Linked DNA regions of Mus musculus: region 1 is linked to region 2. A link is a contact called in public HiChIP or PLAC-seq data. All regions are on one chromosome and are shown on one strand. The core of a region is the stretch at or near the end of the contact, and the rest is flanking DNA. Distances in the headings are between cores, read along the strand shown.

Region 1 (5,773 bases), core at 2,125-4,624, 340 kb before region 2:
TATATGAGACCCGTCTCAGGAATGACATTAGCAGAGGGAAGAGGCTTATGGGGCTCAGTCCAAGGGACGCAGGTGTGTGTGCCCAGAGGCTCCATGGGATAGGCTGCCCAGTGTCATAGCCGCAGAGTTCTTCAGGCTTCGGTACCTGCGATGCTGTTTACCCTCCATTTCAGAGCTCTGATGATGCAAAAATGAACGGGCTCAGAATGCTTCCCCAAAGACTGATCGAAAAGATTCCAGAATATATTAAGCTAAATAAGAACCTTATTAATATTAGTTAATAAGCTGCTCCTTTGAAACAATCACTCAAAAGTACATCTGAGACACGCTCTTTCTTCACCTGTTTCTGTTCACCCCCAAAGTGCCATCATTACCCCAGAGCGACATTGCTATACCCGAAACTGGTGAAGGGCATGCTGGGTGGGTGGGTTGGCCCCTGGGGTATCCATGTTCCCAAAGGGTTTACCTTGTAAGAGAGACAGGAATTCAGTTATGCTGCAGGGTTCAGATGGGGCTGTGAGTGGGAAGTGTACATCATGCAGGACTTACAGGAGGAGGTGACATTTGTTTGGGGTTTTGAAGTTGACATGCAGAAAGAGGGAAAGGGGAAGGGTGACCTGACAGACGCCCTGTTTGGGGAGTTGGAATGTTGAGGATAACGTTGGGGGAAGGTAGATGAAGTGGGTACAGGGTCTGATGATCTCAACCTCTGTGGCAGAGCTGGAACTGCAAACCAGCAGGAGAGGGTAGCGCGGGACCAAGCCAGGTTTTGAGCAGAAAGTAGCAAGATCTGAGATAATTGAGGTGGGGTCAACGAGGGGAGGTGTTACTGTACTGGAAAAGCTGGTCAGAGGTCCAAGAGCCAGACTAGCAACCCATCAAGGCAGGGAGGGGCGATTCTAGTGCTTCTGGGTCCAGGGAGATGGCTGGACCCACCTAGCAAGGAAGGGGTGGCGTGGGCAAGGTCAGCTTTAGAGAAGGTGCATTCTGGGCGATCTCATCCTACAGGGCGCAGACCAGACGGCGAGGTGACTGAGGGCCTAGGACTGAGGGACAGACCCAGCTCGGGGCCTGATAAGGCAGCCGTTGGGAGCCCTGTTCTGCACCAGCATCCCGCTAAACCTTGACATTACACGTCCCTCAGCTTCGGTCCCTCAGCTTCGTCCTGCTGAGTGGTCCCCATTATGTGGAGAAGCCAGAGAGGGTGTCTAGACAGCAGACGCTCATGTGATACTTCATGAGGGCTCGGATGAAGCCCAGCCTGTAGCTGTCTTTGTCACCGTGGTCTGACTTCCCTGCTGCGCACTGGCAGTTTATGAAGCAGGTGACTTGTGAGCATAGAGCATCCACAAAAGTGAGAAGGAGACAAGGAAATGTTATGTCGCTGTGTTCCGAGGCTTCCGAGAACAGCTGTTTCTGGGAGATGGCTCGGTGGGTAAAGTGTTGGCTCTGGAGGCAGGAGGACCCAGCCAGAGCCCTAAGATCTGCTTAAAAGCCAGGCAAGGCAGGGTTATGCTCTTGGCTGCTGTAATACCAGCACTGGGGAGGCAGAGACTGGACACATCACACACACACACACACACACACACACACACACACACACACACACACAACGAGCTCACTGGCCAGCCAGCCTAGGAAAATCGGTGAGCCTGCTGGTTTACTAAGAGACCCTTATCTCAAGAACCAAGGCAGAGATCAGCAGAAGAAAATGCCCAAAGTGGACTTCTGTCCTCCACACACGCAGGCACACACGCAGGCACACACGCCCCCCCCCCAACACATGTATACACTCGCACAAGCATGCAAGTGTGTTTCTGCAAGTGGGAATGTCAGAGCTATGAGCCTCCAGGGGAGGGAGGGTTGAGAACAGTTTCTTTGTATCTGGCAGTTGGGGTGTCATTGAATAACCTTGAGTCCTGGCAGCTCCAAGGGCGAGCTGGGCACGCTGGCCTGGAAGTCAATTGCAGAAGCCAGAGCAGGGAGGGGCCCATGCAGAAGGTGCTTCCGGGAGGGAGGCCTAAGATTGGTGTGGGAGTGAAGCTAGAAAGGGCAGGGTCCACCCTGAAGGCCTCAGCCCCTCACCTGCACAATCTCTCATGCCCAAACCTAGCTAGGCATTTCTAGCCAGCTCTGTCTGCAAAGATGCCCCTCCCTCTTGAAAAATGTGCACATCTCTGTCTGATAAAACCTTGTTCCCCCTGGAGGGAGAGAAAGGAGGGAGGGAGGGAGGGAGGGAGGGAGGGAGGGAGGATGGCGTCTGGAGGCAGGAAGCCAGTGTTGGAATCCAGGCCTGGCTTTGTCCCTCTCCAATGGGCAGCTAGGGGTAGGGTGTTTCATTTCTGGGTTCTGCCTTTCCTATAGAAAAAGATCATAAAAAGAACCCATCTCCTAAGGTTGTGGTGAAAGCTGAACAAGGTCCTGTGTGCAGTGGAGCCAGCACTAGGACAGAGATTGCATGTGCAGAGCCAGCACTAGGACAGAGGGCGCCCCACTGTTCTGTCCGCCTTTACACAGCACTGCCCCCTCTCATGTCTGCAACTCTATTTTCTGCTGGAAACGGTATCAGAATATATTAAGTAGAAAATTTCAGAAATAAAGAATTTGTAAATATTGAGTGATTTTTTTAACACCCCCCCCCCAGTGTATTGTTATAATTATTCTGGTTGTTTAATAGTTATTGATAATCTCTTAATTTGCTTTTCATACTAAATTCTATCATAGTTATAAATGTGCAGGAAAATAATATAATTAGGTCTTCAGATATACACTGGTCTGGAACACTCCTCTATTTGCAAAGTATGTGTTTTTATTTTTGTGTTTTGAGTCCTTCTTGGACTGTAATTTGACTCCAAGGACCAGATCTGTCCCAGGAGGCACTTGGAATTAAATGCTGAGTTCCAGAAGGGAGTGTTAAAGCCATGGCCTGTCAGGGCTGCAGGCGGCAACTCCCACTCGGAGGCTCCATTCCTTCCCACAGCCTGGACTCGCAGCTGCCTTGCTGTCTCTCTGTTGCCCCATCCCTGCATAATTCAGGCAGGCTGATAGGCCTGCTACTCAGGTGGTGCCCTCTCTGCCCCATAGCTCTTGAGAAACCTGTAGGCTCTGAGCACATTGCTAGAGGAGAGGGCGGTGCCTGGGTTATGACCTCTCTCAGAGTTGGAACAGGGTCTCCGAACATCCTCCAGGGCAGATTCCAGGTCAGCCCTGGAGGGTGTCGCATGCCTTGACAGATGGTGTCCGGCTGTAGGCTCCTGCCCCACGTCCTGGAATGAAGGCTTGGCAGCCCTGTTTTCTCCAGGGACAGTTGACACTGGGAACCCTGGACATTGTCCCTGAGCTCAGGGCATGCGTCTCGCGACCATTCGCAAACTGACCACTTGATGGCGCTGTGGCTCCACCGTGTGCCTGCTTTCTCCTCCGGGCCCCTGGCTGAGCTGCAGTGGTCATCCAGGCGCCCGACTGTGCCCTGGCTGCTGGTGGGGCGCAGCGCCTGACGCCTGCCCGTTCTGCTTGAGCACAAATGCAGAGCTCAGAGCTAGTTTCTCCTGCAGCGAAGGAAGTTTGGGGTGTTGGTATTGTGTTCTGTGCTGTGTGTTCCTGCAGCTTCCCCAGCAGCGGGTCAGACGCCCTAGTGTGCTAAAGAACGGTTTAGAGCCATCTGCATCCTGACCTGGTGGTGATCACTGTCTTTGGGGCAGAAGTGATAGCTAGTCTGAACTCTTGTCTAGAGTTTGTACTTAGGAGAGAAAGCTAGCTAAACACAGAATGGAAGAAGGGTAGGAAGAGGAGGAAGAAGAGGAAGAGGAGGAGGAGAAGGAGGAGAAGGGGGGGGCGGGGGAAGAAGAGGAGGAAGGAGGAGAGATTGGAAACTCTTTCCTAGATGAGCTTTGCAGTCATTCTGTGTCAAACCCTTCAAGGGGCGACCGAAAACAAAGAGCCTCCGTGAGTTTGCCTTAGAAATAGTTCTCTCCGAGGTCTATTCTGGTTGCACAAATGTGTACCCCTTCCACCCCTGAGCAGGGTCACTTCATTCATTCCGTTTTCAGTGCACACCCACTCACTGCGGAGCCAAGGGGTTTCCTCACAAGCTTGTTTGTAGATGTTGTTTTAAAAGCACGTCCTTCTTTGGGGTTTCTGTACGCAGAGGCAGGGGTTTGGGTCACCCGGGTCTCACTGAAGCTATGGTTTGGGGGGGGGGGAGGGGGGCGGGGGGCGTTTGGAAGAAGGTGATAAGATTGTCTCTTACAGGGAAAGCCAAATGAAGAGCTAAGCTCCTGATTGGAAGTGCTTTCCTTTTTGTAGCTCCATTTAAGACCAGGACTGTTCTCAGGAAAACAGAGTAGGTTCTGAGTTCAGGCCTCTCTTCTGGGGCTCCTCTCCCAGAAGCCCTCTGTCTCTGTGGAGGTCAGAGCCTTTCCCAGCTGCCTGGGCCAGTGACTGAGAGGCGAGTCCCAGGGGTCACTGCACCAGACCCTTGCCCCCCTGGAACAAATGCAGCCGGCTGGTGGGGGTGGGGGTGGGGGCTGGGGGCTGGGCTGCTCCTCCTAGATCTGCCTGCCCCTAGGGCCAGGCACAGTGTGGGGCCTGAGCTAGACTTGTCCAGAGGCAGGCAGGGCTAAGGGAGGTTGTGACCCCACCCCAGCTGGGGAGGGCAGTGGGAAAGGAGGAACCTGGAGAAGCTGTCCTAGCCAAGCAGGCTAACTCCCAGCTTCCCCTGGGCCAGAGGGCCCCCTGTCGCCTGGCAAAGGACAATTTGTACTTTTATTCTTACGCTATCCTAAGGCTCACTCACCTGCAAGTGTACTATCTGGTGCCTCACAGAGGCTCAGGAGTTGTGTGGCTTCTCAAAAAAGAGAAAGGAGACCACGGAAAGAGAGGCAGGAACGGAAAGGAGACCCACCATCAGTCACTGCAGCACGTGGACCCCCATGATAGCCCAGGAAAGCCCAGCGTGTCCGCTGTGTCCACACGGCCCCGAGCAGCTCTGTGCGAATGTGGCTCTTCAGCCATGCAGAGCTCTTGATTACCAAGACAGGAACTCACAGACACTCACAGTTCAGGTTTCAAGATGGAATACATCCATTTCAGTTACAGGGTGTGTGTGAAGAGCATGGAGTTGGTGGCCAGTCTCTTCCCTATATTAGAGTTCTGGAATCCATCTTGAGTTGGTTTTTGTCTACGGGACGGAGTTTCCTAAAAGACCATTGGTTACAGAAGTGCTTCCTGTGAGATAAGAGCTTTGCTTCGGTCTTGCTGTTTAGTCCTCCCAAGACCCCAGCAACTCCCTTGTGGTCACCTCTGGATGCCTGTGACACTGAGGCCCTGACCGACAGCTCTCTGCCTGATCAAGCAGATGTGACATCTGAGAGCCAGACTCGAGGCCCTGCTGCAAGGCCTCCATTGCCTTCCTCATGCTACCCTACCTCGTGTGGTCTGAGTCGGAGCCTTGTGGCTTTCTCCTCTGGTCATGGGTGGCTCTTCCCACTCAGACTCTGTGCGAGAAGCTACCCTGGAGGTTTGGACAGAGGAAGTTCAGGGGCATTCATCAAGGAAACCTCAGTTTGGGATATATGCCCTGCCAAGGTGACATGTGCTCTGTGTGTGTGTGTGTGTTCTACTGTGTCTTACCTGTGCTAGTGAATACCATTATTTTCAGGTACATGTATGTTTTGTGGGTGGTTTGCATGTGTGTGTGTGTGTGTGTGTGAGAGAGAGAGAGAGAGAGAGATAGAGAGAGATTGTCTGTATCTGTGTCTCTTTCTCTCTCTGA
Region 2 (6,475 bases), core at 315-2,814:
GGGCCAGGAAGGAGAACTTGTTTGGAATCAGCCTTGAAGGGGATGAAGGGAACAGCCATTGTCCTCCTGTCTATTTTGCTCTCTGGCCCTGCTTGGCAGCTTCATGCTTGGTGTCATTCTTTGACAGGGGAATCTCCTCTGACTAATGGGTCCTTTAAAGACTGGAAGGTCCCTGCTAGCATTAGGAGCCTCTCCTAGATCTTTAGAAGCTGTCCCTCTGTACTTTTAATATGCATGGTACCTCACCTATTGACTTCATAGAATGGATTGATTTACATATTGCTTTGCATGTGATTTGCATCACATTAGGTTATTCCTTCTTCCAATGAATATTTATCAGCAGTCACATACCATGGAAGATGCTATATAATGTGAACTTCGGAATAAGATGCAAAATCCTCTATGCCAAACCTTTGTCGCTTTTTACTCCCAGCCTCTAGCCTTTTTCCAGCATGCTAATCCATTTCCCCGCCTACTTTTTGGGGGGGACAATTTTTTATTTTTGTGGGGGGAGACAATTTCTTAATAAAAGATGATCTTGAGATAATGGCTGGTACCTGAGAAATCAGAAACACTGGCCCTTCAAGACATTTTCCCAGTAACATTGTGGACTTATTTAGGAGTTTCCTTTTAGATCCAACAGGAGTCTAGTGTCTGGCTTTCATGAGCCTTGGGAACACAGCAGAAGCAACCAGGACTTTATCCCTCTTAATGTTGAAGAAGTCAAAGTGGAGCTATGGATCTTAGGAAGAATGTTCCAAACATTATTTTACAGTTCCTCCTCCCCGAACCTCCACCTTAGACAAGCTTAAGCACAATTGGAAGCTACATGAGATTCGATGCAATGTCTATTTTCCAGATTCTGTTTTGTTCCAGGGCTCTGTTGCCTGAAGGAAGAGACACAGTGAAAAAGTTGCCTGCGAGAGCTCACAGTGTGTCTTCTCCATCCATATGTTACTCTCCTGTATCCATTTGAAGGTGCTGTCCTTGCCTGATGGCCGTGTTATGCCTGTAAGCTTGTACAATGCATCTGTCCTAATTGCTTCAGAGAATCCCCTACTGGCAGATCATGGACCCTGTAGGAGACGATGCCATTGTAGATGTCAGATTGGTCCTGATCTTGCTTTTGCAACAAATCCACTCAGGACGATGAATTGCAGGATCCAAAAGGATGACTAGCAAAGCCCTCTTCCAAATGGCAAGGCTAAGATCTGGCTCTCTCCTTCTCCTCATCACTCCATCTTGGAGTCCTTGGCCTCGAGTCACATGAACCGGAGTTTGCAAGCTGTTTCAGTGGTCCAGCTGCAATGTCACTTCGGCCCTTGTTCCAGGACTCTGTAACAGCACAGCACAATTGTAAGGAAGACTGGGAATTGGGGATAGGTTATGACCAAAATCCTACATACCTCACTGTGGGCCCCAGAGGAGTCATCTTCCATAGCCTTCATTACCTCCTCCACTGAAAAATGGGGATAATGCCCTCTAGACTGTAGGGCTCCTGTGTTAACACTGATAACAATAACACTGACAGAATGTTTAGAATCACCTAGGAAACAGCCTGTTGTCATGACCATGACCATGACCATGACCATGACCATGATGGAGTCTCTAGACTGGGTAAATTCGGGTGGGAAATCCCAATCTAAATATGGGCAGCACCATGGGCTGAAATCCTGGACACAATGAAAAAGAGAAACTACACACTGGGACCAGAAGATCCTGCCATCTAAGATCCTGCCACCCTAAGATCCTGCCATCTCGCCTTCCTCACCGTCACAGGTTGTCTCCCTCAAACCTGAGCCCAAAGAAACCTTTCTGAAGTTGCTTTTGTAAGATAACTTTCTCAGAGCAATGAGAAAATCATCCCATGCCATCTCGTGAGGGTCAAAGAGAATCTACTTCGGAAGGTACCCCTCAACACAGTGCCAGGCACAGACAGGAGCCACAGGAGTGCTCCCCGTTCCTCCTCCCTGCTAGTTTCTTGTTAAGCCCGTAGGGAAAGATGAGGCAGAACGGGTCACAGATGGTTTTAATTGGGTGATCCAGGATATGCAAAGATACCCTGTGGATTCCTGGCCTGTCTTCTCAAGACAAATTAGTACCATGTAACTGTTTGAAAAGAACAGGTTCTCCTAGTCCACTCTGTGTCCTTCCTAAGGTTTTGGGTCTGTGTCATAAGAATAAAGGACACTGCCTATGAACACTAGGATGCTGAATTTTAAAGCCATAGTAGTTGGCTGGATGGCTCTTGTGAGCTGCACAGAGAGAGGGGCAAGAGGCACGGCCTTCAGATTAGGAACCCCGTGCCAGGAGCTGACTCAGTGTGCCTTTGTTTATTGGGGAAGCTGGAGGTGGGTGGAGGTTGTGTGTACAGATGGGCTGTCTCTGACTCAAGTCTCTAAGGTTTGGGAAACACTCTTTGGAAAGGCTTGGCTGACACCTAGGCTGCACATGTCCTGTGACACAGACACAGACGGAGACACAGACACAACACATACAGAGACACAGACAGACACACACACACATACACTAAATAAATAAATGCAATAAAAAATAAGAAGAAAAACATACTATGTGCTACAAATAATACAAATTGAATGGTAGTGGTGGTGGTTTTAAAATTTAATTGTTGGAGATTAGCGAGATGGCTCCGTTTCAAAAAATACTTGCTCCTCTTCTGGAAGAGTTTGGACCTCAGCGCCTACATCAGATAGGGCTTTAAACAACTGCCAACTCCAGGTCCAGGTATCCTGATTCTCTCTGGCAGCATCCAGGGACACCTGCACACACGTGGGGCACCCCCACCACCACCCACACACACATAATTTTAAAAATCAAAATAAATCATCGAAAGAAAATTATCTTTGTGAGAGCTGGGTGTGGTGGCGCACACCTTTAAACCCAGCACTTGCAAGGCAGAGGCAGGGGAAGCTCTGAGTTTGAAGCCAGCCTGGTCTATAAGGTGAGTTTCAGGACAGCCAGATCTGTTACACAGAGAAAGCCTGATATATATATATATATATATATATATAACTAGAAAAAAAGGTATTTGATGGTACAGGGCTAGCTTTGTAAGGATGTTCCCCCTGACTTCTCTGCACTCCCTTCCTTGGCTACTGTCTTAGTCAGGGTTTCTATTCCTGCACAAACATCATGACCAAGAAGCAGTTGGGGAGGAAAGGGTTTATTCAGCTTACACTTCCATACTGCTGTTCATCACCAAGGAAGTCAGGACTGGAACTTAAACAGGTCAGGAAGCAGGAGCTGATGCAGAGGCCATGGAGGGATGTTCTTTACTGGCTTGCTTCCCCTGGCTTGCTCAGCCTGCTCTCTTACAGAACCAAGACTACCAGCCCAGAGATGGCACCACCCACAAGGGGCCTTTCCCCCTTGATCACTAATTGAGAAAATGCCTTACAGTTGGATCTCATGGAGGCATTTCCTCAACTGAAGCTCCTTTCTCTGTGGTAACTCCAGCTGTGTCAAGTTGACACAAAACCAGCCAGGACAGGTACTTACTGAGTTTTCATCCTTCTAGATACAGCACAGCATCAGCAGCTCTGGGCATCAATCAGCTCCACTCCAGACAAGAGGAGTAGAGAACTTCACGGCACCCATGCTCGGCATCCCCTTTTACCAGGACAACAAAAGTCCATTCTAAAACATGAACTAGGAAACAGCCTACAATTGATCTCAAGTGAAGCCAATAAAACCTAGCTTTAGTGTCAAGGTTGGAGTTTCTGAATCCCCTGCCTCTTTCTCTAATACATCTGGGAAATGGAAGAGATGTCTAAAGACAAGAGAAAAAAAAAACAAAAAAACACTATCCAATGTCCAGAGATGCATTTTGCTCTGTTTCAGGCAGTGTGAACTGCTCTGCCACAGCCAGCCACTACATATCTAAAGCCACCCATGTTGAGTTTGCCCAATTTCCAACTTGTGTCCTACAGCTCAGGGACTGATCAGGGCCCCTCAGGATCCAGCGCTGATGCAGTAGTGCCAAGGGCAGGTGTAGGTGGCTGGAAGGTCAATCTGACTAATTATGTTAGGGAATCAAAAGGGTAAAATCAGGTTCCCATGTAGAAATCAGAGTTAACCACACTGTCTAGGACTCGACCAGGTCTCGGCTAGGGGATTTCCACATCTGCTTTAACAGGTATGGGTGAAAACTGACTTCAGTGACTGATGTGTGGAGGAGGGGAAGTGGGTACAAAATCCCGCCCTGACAAGAAGTTAATCGTAACTGATGGCTGCTGGGGGGAGGAAAGCCAGGGTCCCCACACATTAATGGAGTGACACTGGGTATATTAACTCCATTCCAGCCAGGCAGTGGTGGTGCACACCTTTAATCTCAGCACTATGGGAGGCAGAGGCAGGTAGATTTCTGAGATTGAGGCCAGCCTGGTCTACAGAGTGAGTTCCAGGACAGCCAGGGCTACGCAGAGAAACCCTGTCTCGAAAACAAAACAAAACAAAACAAAACAAAACAAAACAAAACAAAACAAAATAAAAAAACCTCCACACCAGGGCAGGCCTGATCCGTAGGAGACTTGGCCAATGTGAATCTGACTATGTTTTTGTTTTTATTTTTTTGAGAGAGAATTTGAAGTTGGGTAGGTGGGCAGGTAAGGAAGAAATCTGGAAGGAGTTTAAGGGGGGCATGATCAAAATAAATTGTATAAAATTCTCAAAGAATAAATAAAAACTTTAAAAACCCTGTTTTGGGTCATTGCTTCATTCAGCTACTAAAACATTAGTTTTTTTTTTTTTTCTTCTCCCTTCTGTATTCTGTGATAATAGAAATGAAAGCTCAAGAATTGTAAAGAATCATTCAAAGATACCCAGTACAACTCTATTTTTTAAAAGTGACAACTTTTATTTTGTAATACCCATGGCACATATCCAATAGTAAGGCTCACTGCAGACATTGCTAATCACCAGGAATATTTCACCATTCCTACGGCAGACATTGCTAATCAACCACAGATGATCTTATTCTGATTTATGACTTCATCATTTACATAAAATGCATTAGGAATCAACCACCAACCCACTCGGTTTACTTGCTGACTTTCAGTAGAAGCTATGTGATACATGTTGGTCAGCAAAATCTCTCAGCCTTACTGAAATAGATCTTAAAATTAAGACAGGATTACGGTTTTCTAAGGTGAAGAACTTACATTCAAATATATTTTATTTCCGCCTCACATCATCAAAATTTCTCCGGGAGGCTATGAGGTCACAGACTCTGTGGTACCGTCCTGATTGCCTTGTGATGCTATAAGCTGCACGGCTTAGGCATTGACCTGACTTGGGCACCACAAATGAAGAAACGTCAAAGGTGGGTGTGGTGGCGCACACCTTTAATCCCAGCACTTGGGAGGCAGAGACAGGTGGATTTCTGAGTTCTAGGCCAGCCTGGTCTACAGAACCAGTTCCAGGACATCCAGGGTGACACAGAGAAACCCTGTCTTGAAAAACAAAAACAAAAAACAAAAAACAAAAACAAGTGACAGACACACAGACAGAGAAGTTAGTGGGCCAAGTACTTCAATGGAGACACAGCTTAGAAATTCAATGTGTGAGCCTGAAAGAGGTAGGTTGGGTAATCTAGGTGGGGGTCTTTGTAGGGGAGCAGTCTCTAGGATGAGGAAGCTGTGGTTGATATTGTGTTCACACTGTCGATACCTGTATGTAGAAAAGGAAAGGCCTTGCCATATTCCTATGTGTCTGAGGCATTGGGGTCCTTGAAGTGGCTGAGCTCATGTTAATAATACACAGTCACTCAGGACTTCATCCACTGCTACCACAGCACTCAAATTGTCTATAGAGAAACATGAAAGTCTACTCAAGGAGTTCCCTGGAATGGAAGGAGCTGGTGACAAAGAATATATGCCTTCTCTTTTCAGGGTCGCTAACTGGTTTTGTTTTTTGTTTTTTCCTAAAGCCATGGTTACTGGTGGATAGGATGTCTTATATAAGGGAACCTCATCCCAGAGTTACTGCCCGTGCAGTGCAATCTCTTCTTTCCCATGAGGGGTAGGTGACATACACCTGGCCTGGGGATTTGATCCCCATGAGGCCCAGATATAGGGGCTTAGAAGACTGTTCAAATGGAAAATAGGATGAAAAACCTGAGAATTCCAAGCCTTTGGACTAGGTAATAACAGTAGCAAGGAGCTGATTTGGAAGACTCTGGTCAGAAGGCATGATGGCCTTCTGGTGGTTAAAGGTCACCAGGTAATTAAACAGTAGCTGGTGGGGAGCCAATTAGAACATCCGAGGCACCAGCAAACCACACGCCTCCTATCTGCCCTCTCAGGGATTATCTTTAAGTCTCTATGGCTTCCAACAGAGTGAGTGATGGGGTAGCTGAAATTTGCACATGTTTGAGTAGCGCGAACTTCATTTGCATGCTACTGTTACACTCCAGAGGGACTTTGAGTTCAGGTGTGAGCATTGCAGCACTCTTCCA

The links. HiChIP or PLAC-seq counts read pairs in DNA pulled down with a chosen protein or histone mark.
Region 1: an H3K4me3 HiChIP or PLAC-seq map of embryonic forebrain shows a contact between it and region 2, with 4 times the contacts expected there. The contact joins the enhancer-like site here to the promoter of 1700012H19Rik in region 2. A contact is called at or near these places in 1 of 39 promoter capture datasets (liver), 1 of 484 Hi-C or Micro-C datasets (embryonic stem cells) and 18 of 115 datasets of contacts at active chromatin or transcription factors (craniofacial prominence, differentiating embryonic stem cells, embryonic basal ganglia and 10 more).

The regions. Positions count from the first base shown.
Region 1 is chr11:113,162,917-113,168,689 of GRCm38.p6, reverse strand. All of the region lies in intron 1 of 2610035D17Rik (RIKEN cDNA 2610035D17 gene), which reads left to right. The region is part of intron 1 of LOC115487747 (a long non-coding RNA gene); the gene reads left to right. Among named protein-coding and RNA genes, the nearest start is that of Gm39467, 32 kb to the right of the region's middle. Within about 2 kb of position 3,374, at least 86 of the 459 cell types and tissues checked have an H3K27ac peak or open chromatin away from gene starts, as enhancers often do. A contact at or near this core is called in embryonic forebrain, neural progenitor cells, neural stem cells and 2 more, where this site is marked.
Region 2 is chr11:112,820,217-112,826,691 of GRCm38.p6, reverse strand. 1700012H19Rik (RIKEN cDNA 1700012H19 gene) reads left to right here and starts at 1,564. Exons shown (of 2, transcript NR_130164.1): 1 at 1,564-1,779; 2 at 3,539-3,727.